Regions from separate parts of the Sus scrofa genome. Here all the other regions are linked to region 1. The links are chromatin contacts, called in public HiChIP or PLAC-seq maps. All regions are on one chromosome and are shown on one strand. The core of a region is the stretch at or near the end of the contact, and the rest is flanking DNA. Distances in the headings are between cores, read along the strand shown.

What was found. HiChIP or PLAC-seq counts read pairs in DNA pulled down with a chosen protein or histone mark.
Region 2: a contact with region 1 is called in an H3K27ac HiChIP or PLAC-seq map of skeletal muscle. The contact joins two enhancer-like sites. A contact is called at or near these places in 8 of 47 Hi-C or Micro-C datasets (embryonic fibroblasts, fetal skeletal muscle, heart right ventricle and 4 more) and 1 of 2 datasets of contacts at active chromatin or transcription factors (skeletal muscle).
Region 3: a contact with region 1 is called in an H3K27ac HiChIP or PLAC-seq map of skeletal muscle, with 2.3 times the contacts expected there. The contact joins two enhancer-like sites. A contact is called at or near these places in 2 of 2 datasets of contacts at active chromatin or transcription factors (alveolar macrophages and skeletal muscle).

The regions. Positions count from the first base shown.
Region 1 is chr4:19,144,955-19,147,579 of Sscrofa11.1, reverse strand. DEPTOR (DEP domain-containing mTOR-interacting protein) reads left to right here. Exons shown (of 12, transcript XM_021090558.1): 4 at 685-1,146. The coding sequence starts at 1,025. Among named protein-coding and RNA genes, the nearest start is that of DSCC1, 15 kb to the left of the region's middle. Within about 2 kb of position 1,334, at least 70 of the 83 cell types and tissues checked have an H3K27ac peak or open chromatin away from gene starts, as enhancers often do. A contact at or near this core is called in fetal skeletal muscle and skeletal muscle, where this site is marked.
Region 2 is chr4:18,187,621-18,190,245 of Sscrofa11.1, reverse strand. No RefSeq gene overlaps it. Among named protein-coding and RNA genes, the nearest start is that of SNTB1, 100 kb to the left of the region's middle. Within about 2 kb of position 1,290, at least 4 of the 83 cell types and tissues checked have an H3K27ac peak or open chromatin away from gene starts, as enhancers often do. A contact at or near this core is called in fetal skeletal muscle and skeletal muscle, where this site is marked.
Region 3 is chr4:18,484,386-18,487,010 of Sscrofa11.1, reverse strand. The region is part of intron 4 of SNTB1 (beta-1-syntrophin); the gene reads right to left. Among named protein-coding and RNA genes, the nearest start is that of MTBP, 120 kb to the left of the region's middle. Within about 2 kb of position 1,335, at least 1 of the 83 cell types and tissues checked has an H3K27ac peak or open chromatin away from gene starts, as enhancers often do. A contact at or near this core is called in skeletal muscle, where this site is marked.

The sequences.
Region 1 (2,625 bases), core at 85-2,584:
TTATAGAATTAAAACATGGAGTTCTCTGGTGGCTCAGCAGGTGAAAGATCCAGTGTGGCTTGTTGCTCCCCTGGCCCAGGAACTTCTGAAAGACATGGCTAAAACAACAACAACAAAACAATAGAGTTAAAACATGAGAAACACCCAGCTGTTTGTTAATCTCATTAACTCTGAGTGAGACCACTATTTTGGTTAAATGATTTTCCTACTTCATGCAGAATGAGGCTCAGGTTATCCCACCTCTCCTCACCTGCTTCCCCATGTAAAACACAGACAATACCCATCTCAGGATTTGTTCCAATTACAGACAATAACAACTACCTGAAGCATCTCTAATGCAGCAGATGTCAACAAGCCACAATTATTTTTATTCTGTAAAGGAAGAAACTGAGAATTGAGGACATTTAGTTAGGAAATTATAGGTGTGGAGCTGGAGCTCAGGTCTGTCTGATTCCCAGCCAGAGTTCTTTATTGATTACATCATGAGGTAAGCAAGCGACTTTGGTAAGGAGGTTAGACCAAAAAAGACTGATTACTTTCTTCAAGCCCTGCATTGACATGTACATCCTTCATTGTTCGCTATTTAGCTATATTTATTACTTTCACTCTCTGGCAATTTGGGGCGTGGACATAATAATGGAAATGCCTCCACAGTCGTCTAATAACCTCCCTGCCTGTCCCCAGGATCGAGCTGTGTGGGTAGAAGAAAGGGCACTCAGGACTTCGACCTCAACCAGCATGATTAGCTCCGAACCGACGCCCCGCCCAGATGTTGATGTTTTCCTCCTTCGGTCCCGCCCCCGACCACGCGGGACTCCAGCCACGCCCCCCAGCTGGAGTTTCAGGGGCGGACTCGCCGAGTGGCTCAGCCTACCCACAGGGATTCCCTCTCTAGCCAATCGCGTCCCAGCTACGGGACTGCCCCTAACAAAGATGGCGGGGAAGGCTTCACTGAGGGCAGACTGATTTAACGCCTGAACCCACCACGGACAGCAAAGACAGTGGTAGCGGCGCAGCCCGGACCATGGAGGAGGGCAGCAGCGCTGGCAGCGGCGGCAGCGACGGCAGCACTAGCGGGAGTGGCGGAGCGCAGCAAAGGGAGCTGGAGCGCATGGCTGAGGTCCTTGTCACCGGGGAGCAGCTACGGTAAGACGAAGGACTGTGCCGGGGGGCTCGCCGTGGCACTGCTCGCCAGTGTCTGCAGAAGTCCCGCGCGCACGCGCGCCGTGGCTAGTGACTGGCAACTCGCTTGGGGCTCCGGGACGCCTAAGGGCGCGTGGACCCTCGGCGCCGCCCCCGGCTTAGCTGCTGCAGCCCAGCGCCCTTTGGACTCTGGACTGGAGCGGAGCTCCCGAGACGGATGCATGCGAGCGCATGGTGCTAGCTGCGTCCTCGCCCAGTGGCTGCAGCCCTGCGTCCAGCAGACGCGCTGCTTCCGACCGCGCGCGTCCCCTCTACCGGGGCACCCGGCGCTGCCAGGCCTCCTGGCTGACAGCCCTCTCCTAGTCCGTCCACAGAGCGAATGGGGCCGGCGGGGAGCCTCCAGCCGGCTTCAACCCCAGCCTCTTACTTCTAGATTAAAAGGAGCCAGCCCAAAGGTCGCCTTCACTTAAGGTTCTCTTTTTGCTTGCAAGTCTTGCTTCAGTCCCCTGAGCCTCAGTGTTTTCATCTGTAAAATGGGATTGATCACAGCAGCTTCCTTGTAAGGTTGTTGTAAGGACTAAACTGAGAACATTTCTCTAACAGGGTACCTGTCGCTTAATTAGTAGATTCTTGTCAATGGTCGTTTGGGTCCGCAAGGGGGCGTGGAGGTACCCTGACCCGCTGCCCTGCTGCAGTGCCAACTCCCCCGCGCGTACATTTTGGGTGGCAGAGCCCATCAGGCCCCCGGCTGCTTCGAGAATCGGTACTTGACAAGTCTCAAGATGCTCGGGACAGGCAGTGACCCCCAGATTCAGATCCCCGCATCACTCCTATGCAATCTTGGTCCTTCTCTGTTCACATATGAGAATCGTACTTATGGTCTGACCGGTTCCGCAGCTGCCTGTCTTGTGGTCATAAATCAGTTTGCCAGGGGAAAAAAAAAACCCTTGTCTCTCCAGCCTTTGAGCTACAACTTGCATGCCGGCCCCTGGCCCCATCACAAGGGCGTGAGTTCCTGTTTCTTCTACTTTTTGGTCTGAATCTCCAGGCTCAATTTGCTTTCTAAAATGCTGTGTTTCGGGACCAAAAGGAGAGGGAATCTTGCAAAGATCCCTAAAGGTTTAATAATCACCCTGCTTGCTGCCCTTAGATCGAAAAAGTAAATATTGGAGGTCTGAAGTGAGTGTAATCTTATAAAAGGCAAACTGCACATTTCTATTCCTTGATGATTTTTTAATGTATAGTCAACATTCAAGGGAATAAAAGCTTGTTTTCCATCAAGATATTTCCTAACTGAAAAAAAGTCAAAATAAAGCTTTTCTGATTCAGTTTGAAACACTTTAATAATTTAGTTACTCCTCAATCGGGTCCTTTTCACTTCCTTCAAAATAATAACTTGCATGGTGCCTCTCTTTGTGCAGAAAGCACTTCCTCCTTGGAAATGCTTAAATGCCCTTTCCTTGTGTGACTCCTGAGCCCTGG
Region 2 (2,625 bases), core at 41-2,540, 960 kb after region 1:
CAGATGAAAACTAGACTTACCGTGGCGATCATTTTGTAATCTATAAAAATGTCGAATCACCATGTTGTATACCTGAAACTAATATAATATCATAAGTCAATTATAATTCAATAATAAAAAAGACGTTTTCTTCAGAGTGGGGAGAAATAGCTAAAAATCCAAGAGTTTTGAAGTTAGACAAATCTGGGTTTGAATCCTCATGCTTCACTTGCTAGTTTGTCTCCTAGGACAAGTCATGTTGCCTCAATAAGCTTCAGTTACCTCATCAATAGCATGGGGTTAAGAGTACCTACCCTGGAGTTCCTGTTGTGGCTCAGTGGAGTAAGAACATGACATAATGTCAGTGAGGATATGGGTTTGATCCCTGGCCTTGCTCAGTGGGTTAAGGACTCGGCATTGTTGCAAAGCTGTGGCGTAGATTGCAGATGGTGACTCAGATCCTGTGTTGCTGTGGCTGTGGTGTAGGCCTGCAGCTGCAGCTCTGATTTGAGAAAGAGTCTCTCCCCTATAGGACTGTTATAATTACTGGAATAAAGGGACATCTAGCAAGAGACTTTAAAAGGATTGCATTTCATCAGTTTGAGTCCCTTTAGGAAACAGATGATTCATTCAAATTGTGAAAGTATAGTAGCATGACTATTAAAAACATATATAGACAAGGTATAGTAAAACTACAAAAGGTACTTTAATATTCTGGAGCTAGCAGCTGCAGGCCTGAGGGTCTGGATAAAAGCAGTGTTTCCTAGACTTGGAGACAGAGTTGCATGCTGAGACCTCCATGGAGAGATGTGGCCAGACCTTGGCAACCACTGGGGGATTGAGAAATGAATAATGCAGGTTCCCTCCCTCACTCTCTCTTTTCTTCCTTCCAGTTCCTTCAGAGTCCTTTCAGTTGGCCAAACCCAACATGAAGCTATTTGGTAAGAGTGTCCATTAAGGTCACAGGAAGGGCTCAAGGAGGCAGAGCAGAGAATGATGGACAGTGGATCTGGGGGCGAATGGAACATACCCATCATGTTCCGTAAGTGTTATTCCCCTTCTTTTTTTCTTTCCGAGAGTGTGGACAAAAGAAGAATAAGCATGCAGTAGTGCTGTTACTAGTCTCTGAAAGACTGTGCCTTATATGTGAGTTCTATAGATTATGATGCATCACAGACATAGATCTGGAGTTGGAAACAAGCACCTACCAATCTTTATTTAAAGGCCAACGGGAGAAAAACAGATGGTCTAGTGGCTGACTCTCTGAGTGAGTGATGCAGAGAACTTGCTATGCTGGTCAGACATAAACAGGAGCTCCTGTTTCAATAGTGGCTTTTCAAGTTTACCTCTTGGCATGAAGCTCACTTTGGCAGAGGGTATCATATAAACAGGGCACATGCCCAAGCATGTAGGCCAGTCACTACTAGTTAGACCCATCTTCACCCCTGGCCCATGACCCACAGCTAGCTGAGAAAGGCAGGGCATCCTTTCAGAGAATGTCCTATGGACTGCTGAGATCCTTTCAAAATTTGTAAATGACTTGAAGGCCACCTTGGGAAAAGAATGCTTTGTCATTACCGGTGGGACAAATCTTTGATTCATTCCACTTGTAAAGCTTCTGACCTTTGAATAAACAACTCCTATAAATCAATCAGTCAATCAATCCATCAATCTCTCCAGCTGAATGGTAGCCCTCCATTGTCTTAATCCTCAGAACCTGTAAATGTTACCTTATTAAGAAAAAGGGTGTTTGTGAATGTAACTCAGGTAAAGGATAGTGAGATGAAGAGATCATTCTGGATTATCTGGATGGGCCCTAAATCCAATGCCAATTGTCTTTATACAGAGGACAAATACAATGAGGAGAAGCCTATATGATGATGGAGAAAGAGATGGGTGGGATGTGGCCAAAAGCCAAGAAAGCCAACAAACACTGGAAACTGGAAGAGGCATGGACTAGATTCCCTCTTAGAGCCTTTGTAGGGAGTGTGGCCCTGGTTGTAGACTTCTGGCCTCTAGAATTGTGACGGAATAAATTTCCATCCTTGCAAGCCAGCAAATTTGTGGGATTTGTTACAGTGGCCCTGGAAACTAATGCACTTCCTATGAAACCATCTGTGCTGACACCTTGACTGCTAAGCAAATCCAGTCTTAGCAGCTTGAAGAATGATAGAAATAGCGCAGAGAACGAACATCCTCAAACATATTTTTCGGAAGTTTGTGAGAAGCCATCTCATATCCTAGGAAGTCGTGCTATCTAATTTACACCTTAAGTGTAATAAAACATCACTAAGTTGTAAGAGAGGCAGAAGGAAGAGCATTGGAGGAAGGAATCACGTGTCCAAGATTCTAGTACTGGCTTTCCTATCCACTGGCTATTGACCTTGGGAAAGTCATTCAAGGGCTCCAAGCCTAGATGTGCTTATCTCTAAAATACTTGTCCCAGCCACTTTACAATATTGGCAAGAAGATTAAATTGCACAAGGTGCTTTGAAATAGTAAAGTGCTATCCACGGTGCTCCCGTCGTGGTGCAGGGAAAACGAATCTGACTAGGAATCATGAGGTTGCAGGTTCGATCCCTGGCCTCGCTCAGTGAGTTAAGGATCTAACTTTGCTGTGAGCTGTGGTATAGGTCGAAGACGCGG
Region 3 (2,625 bases), core at 86-2,585, 660 kb after region 1:
CCCTTTGCCCCTCTTGATCCCACCTCCTGGCACATGAGGCTTCACTCAAGGCAGACACCAGTTTAAACCAAGTTCCTAAACTCCCTTCCTAATAATCAAAGCTCTTGACTCTCCAAGTCTCACATTTGATTAAAGGAATTCAAGACTTAGGTGTAAATGACTCATAACCCATAATAAGTTGTTCCACTAAAGGGATATTTCTATTTATAACAAGTAGCTGAGACAAAATTAGTCTGTTATGTTTACTCTCCACTGCACAGTTAAGGGGCTAGTAAATGAAACATAGTTTATTTTCTAAAGGCCATGAAATATTCCGTTATAAGTTTAATTTGCTTATTTGTGTTATTTTAGTAAAGCCATTTTTTCATGGGTGCTATTCACCCCAATACAAATGTTTGCAAATTCTAAGATAGTTAAGTCCAATTTAACGTACTGTGTAATTTTAAATCAAATACATATCATATGTTTAGGGACATATAACAGATGAGTACAGTAGGCTATGAAATAGCATTTAGATATTTGTAGCTACCCAATTTTTCTAGATATTAGAACCACTAGAAAGTTAAGTGGCTTCTGACCCTTCCAGCTCATGGCCTAAAAAAATACTATATTCAAAACACACCCTCTCAGCAATGTTATAGTGACTACATTACTGATAAACAAAGAGTCACAAATTTAGGGACCACAGAGGACCAGATCTAAGAAAAAACAAACTACCATATGACATCACTTATATGCGGAATCTAAAATATGGCACAAATGAACCTATCTACAGAACAGAAACAAACTCATGGACACAGAGAACAGACTTGTAGTTGCCAAGGGGAGGGGAGTGAGTGGGAAGGACTAGGAGCTTGGGGTTGGTAGATGCAAACTATTGCATTTAGAATGGATAAGCAATGAGATCCTGTTGGATAGTACAGGGAACTATATCCCATCACTTGTGATGGAACATGATGGAGGCTATTTTGAGAAAAAGAATGTATATTTATGTATCATTGTGTCACTTTGCTGTACAGCAAAAAATTGACAGAACATTGTAAATCAACTATAATAAAAATTTTTTTAAAAAGAAAAGGAAAGAAGAAATTAACCACATCCCACTTATAAGGTGGCTTCTTTTCAGCATTGGCTTATCATTACCAGGAAAGACTGTGGGCACAGCATTGTCCAACTTCTGACTTTTCAAAAGAAGCCATAATTCTGTCTTTGCATGTGAATTCTCCCTCTTTTTAAAAGTTTGTGTGTTAGTTTCCTACTCTTGTTCTAAGAAACGACAACAAACATAGTGATATGTATCACCTTACAGTTCAGGAAGTCAGAAGTCCTAACTGGTGCTGGTGCTGGCCAGGCTGCTTCCTTCTGGAAGCTTAAGGGGAAAGTCCATTTCCTTGCTTTTCTAGCTTCTAGATGCTGCTGCCTACATTCTTTGGCTCAGGACCCACATCACATTGCTCCTGTTTCTGTTACCTCATCTCTCCTCTTTTTTTTTGGGGGGGGGGTGTCTTTTTTTTAGGATCGTAACCACTGCATGTGGAGGTTCCCAGGCTAGGGGTCGCATCGGAATTACAGCTGCCGGCCTGCACCACAGCCACAGCAACACGAGATCTGAGCTGCATCTGTGACCTATACCACAGCTCATGGCAATGCCAGATCCTTAACCCACTGAGTTAGGCCAGAGATCGAACCTGCATCCTCACAGATACTAGTTAGATTTGTTCCCAGTGAGCCACGATGGGAACTCTGCTCATCTTTCCTCTTGATTCTAACCCTCCTGCTTCCCTCTTACAAGGACCCATGTAAGACAACTGGGGTCGCCTGGATAACCCAGGGCAATCTCAACCATCTCAAGATCATTAATTCATCTGCAAAGCTTCTTTTCCATCTAAGGCAGCATCTGCACAGGCTCTGAGAATTAGGCTGTGGACATCTTTGGGGGACCATTATTCTTCCTACCTCAGATGGCAACTCATTCAAGTTAGGAAAATAACGTATGGAGTGAAGTGTTAGAAAGGTTGGCATTTTTTCAAAAATCTCCAGCATGTTCTCTCCAGCCCTCTCCTTGCAAAATGGGTATGGAGGAAACAAGGTGGCCAAAATATGGACAATTATTAAAACTGGGTTATGAGCACCTGGAGGTTCATTATTATTTTTCTTCTATATAAATTTTTAAAAACTATGTAGTAAAAAATTAAAAGAAGAGTTTCCTGGTAGCTTAGCAGGTTAAAGATGGGGTATTGGGAGTTCCTGTTGTGGCTCAGTGGTTAACGAATCCTACTAGGAACCATGAGTTTGCGGGTTCGGTCCCTGCCCTTGCTCAGTGGGTTAACGATCCGGCGTTGCCGTGAGCTGTGGTGTAGGTTGCAGATGCGGCTCGGATCCCAAGTTGCTGTGGCTCTGGCATAGGCTGGCAGCTACAGCTCCAATTCGACCCCTAGCCTGGGAACCTCCATGTGCCGCGGGAGCGGCCCAAGAAATAGCAAAAAGACAAAAAAAAAAAAAGATGGGGTATTGTCACTGCAGTGGCTTGGGTCACTGCTGTGGTGCAGGATTGATCCCTGGCCTGGGAACTTGCGCGTGCCAAGGGCACGGCCAAAAAATAAAATAAAATAAAATAAAAGTAAA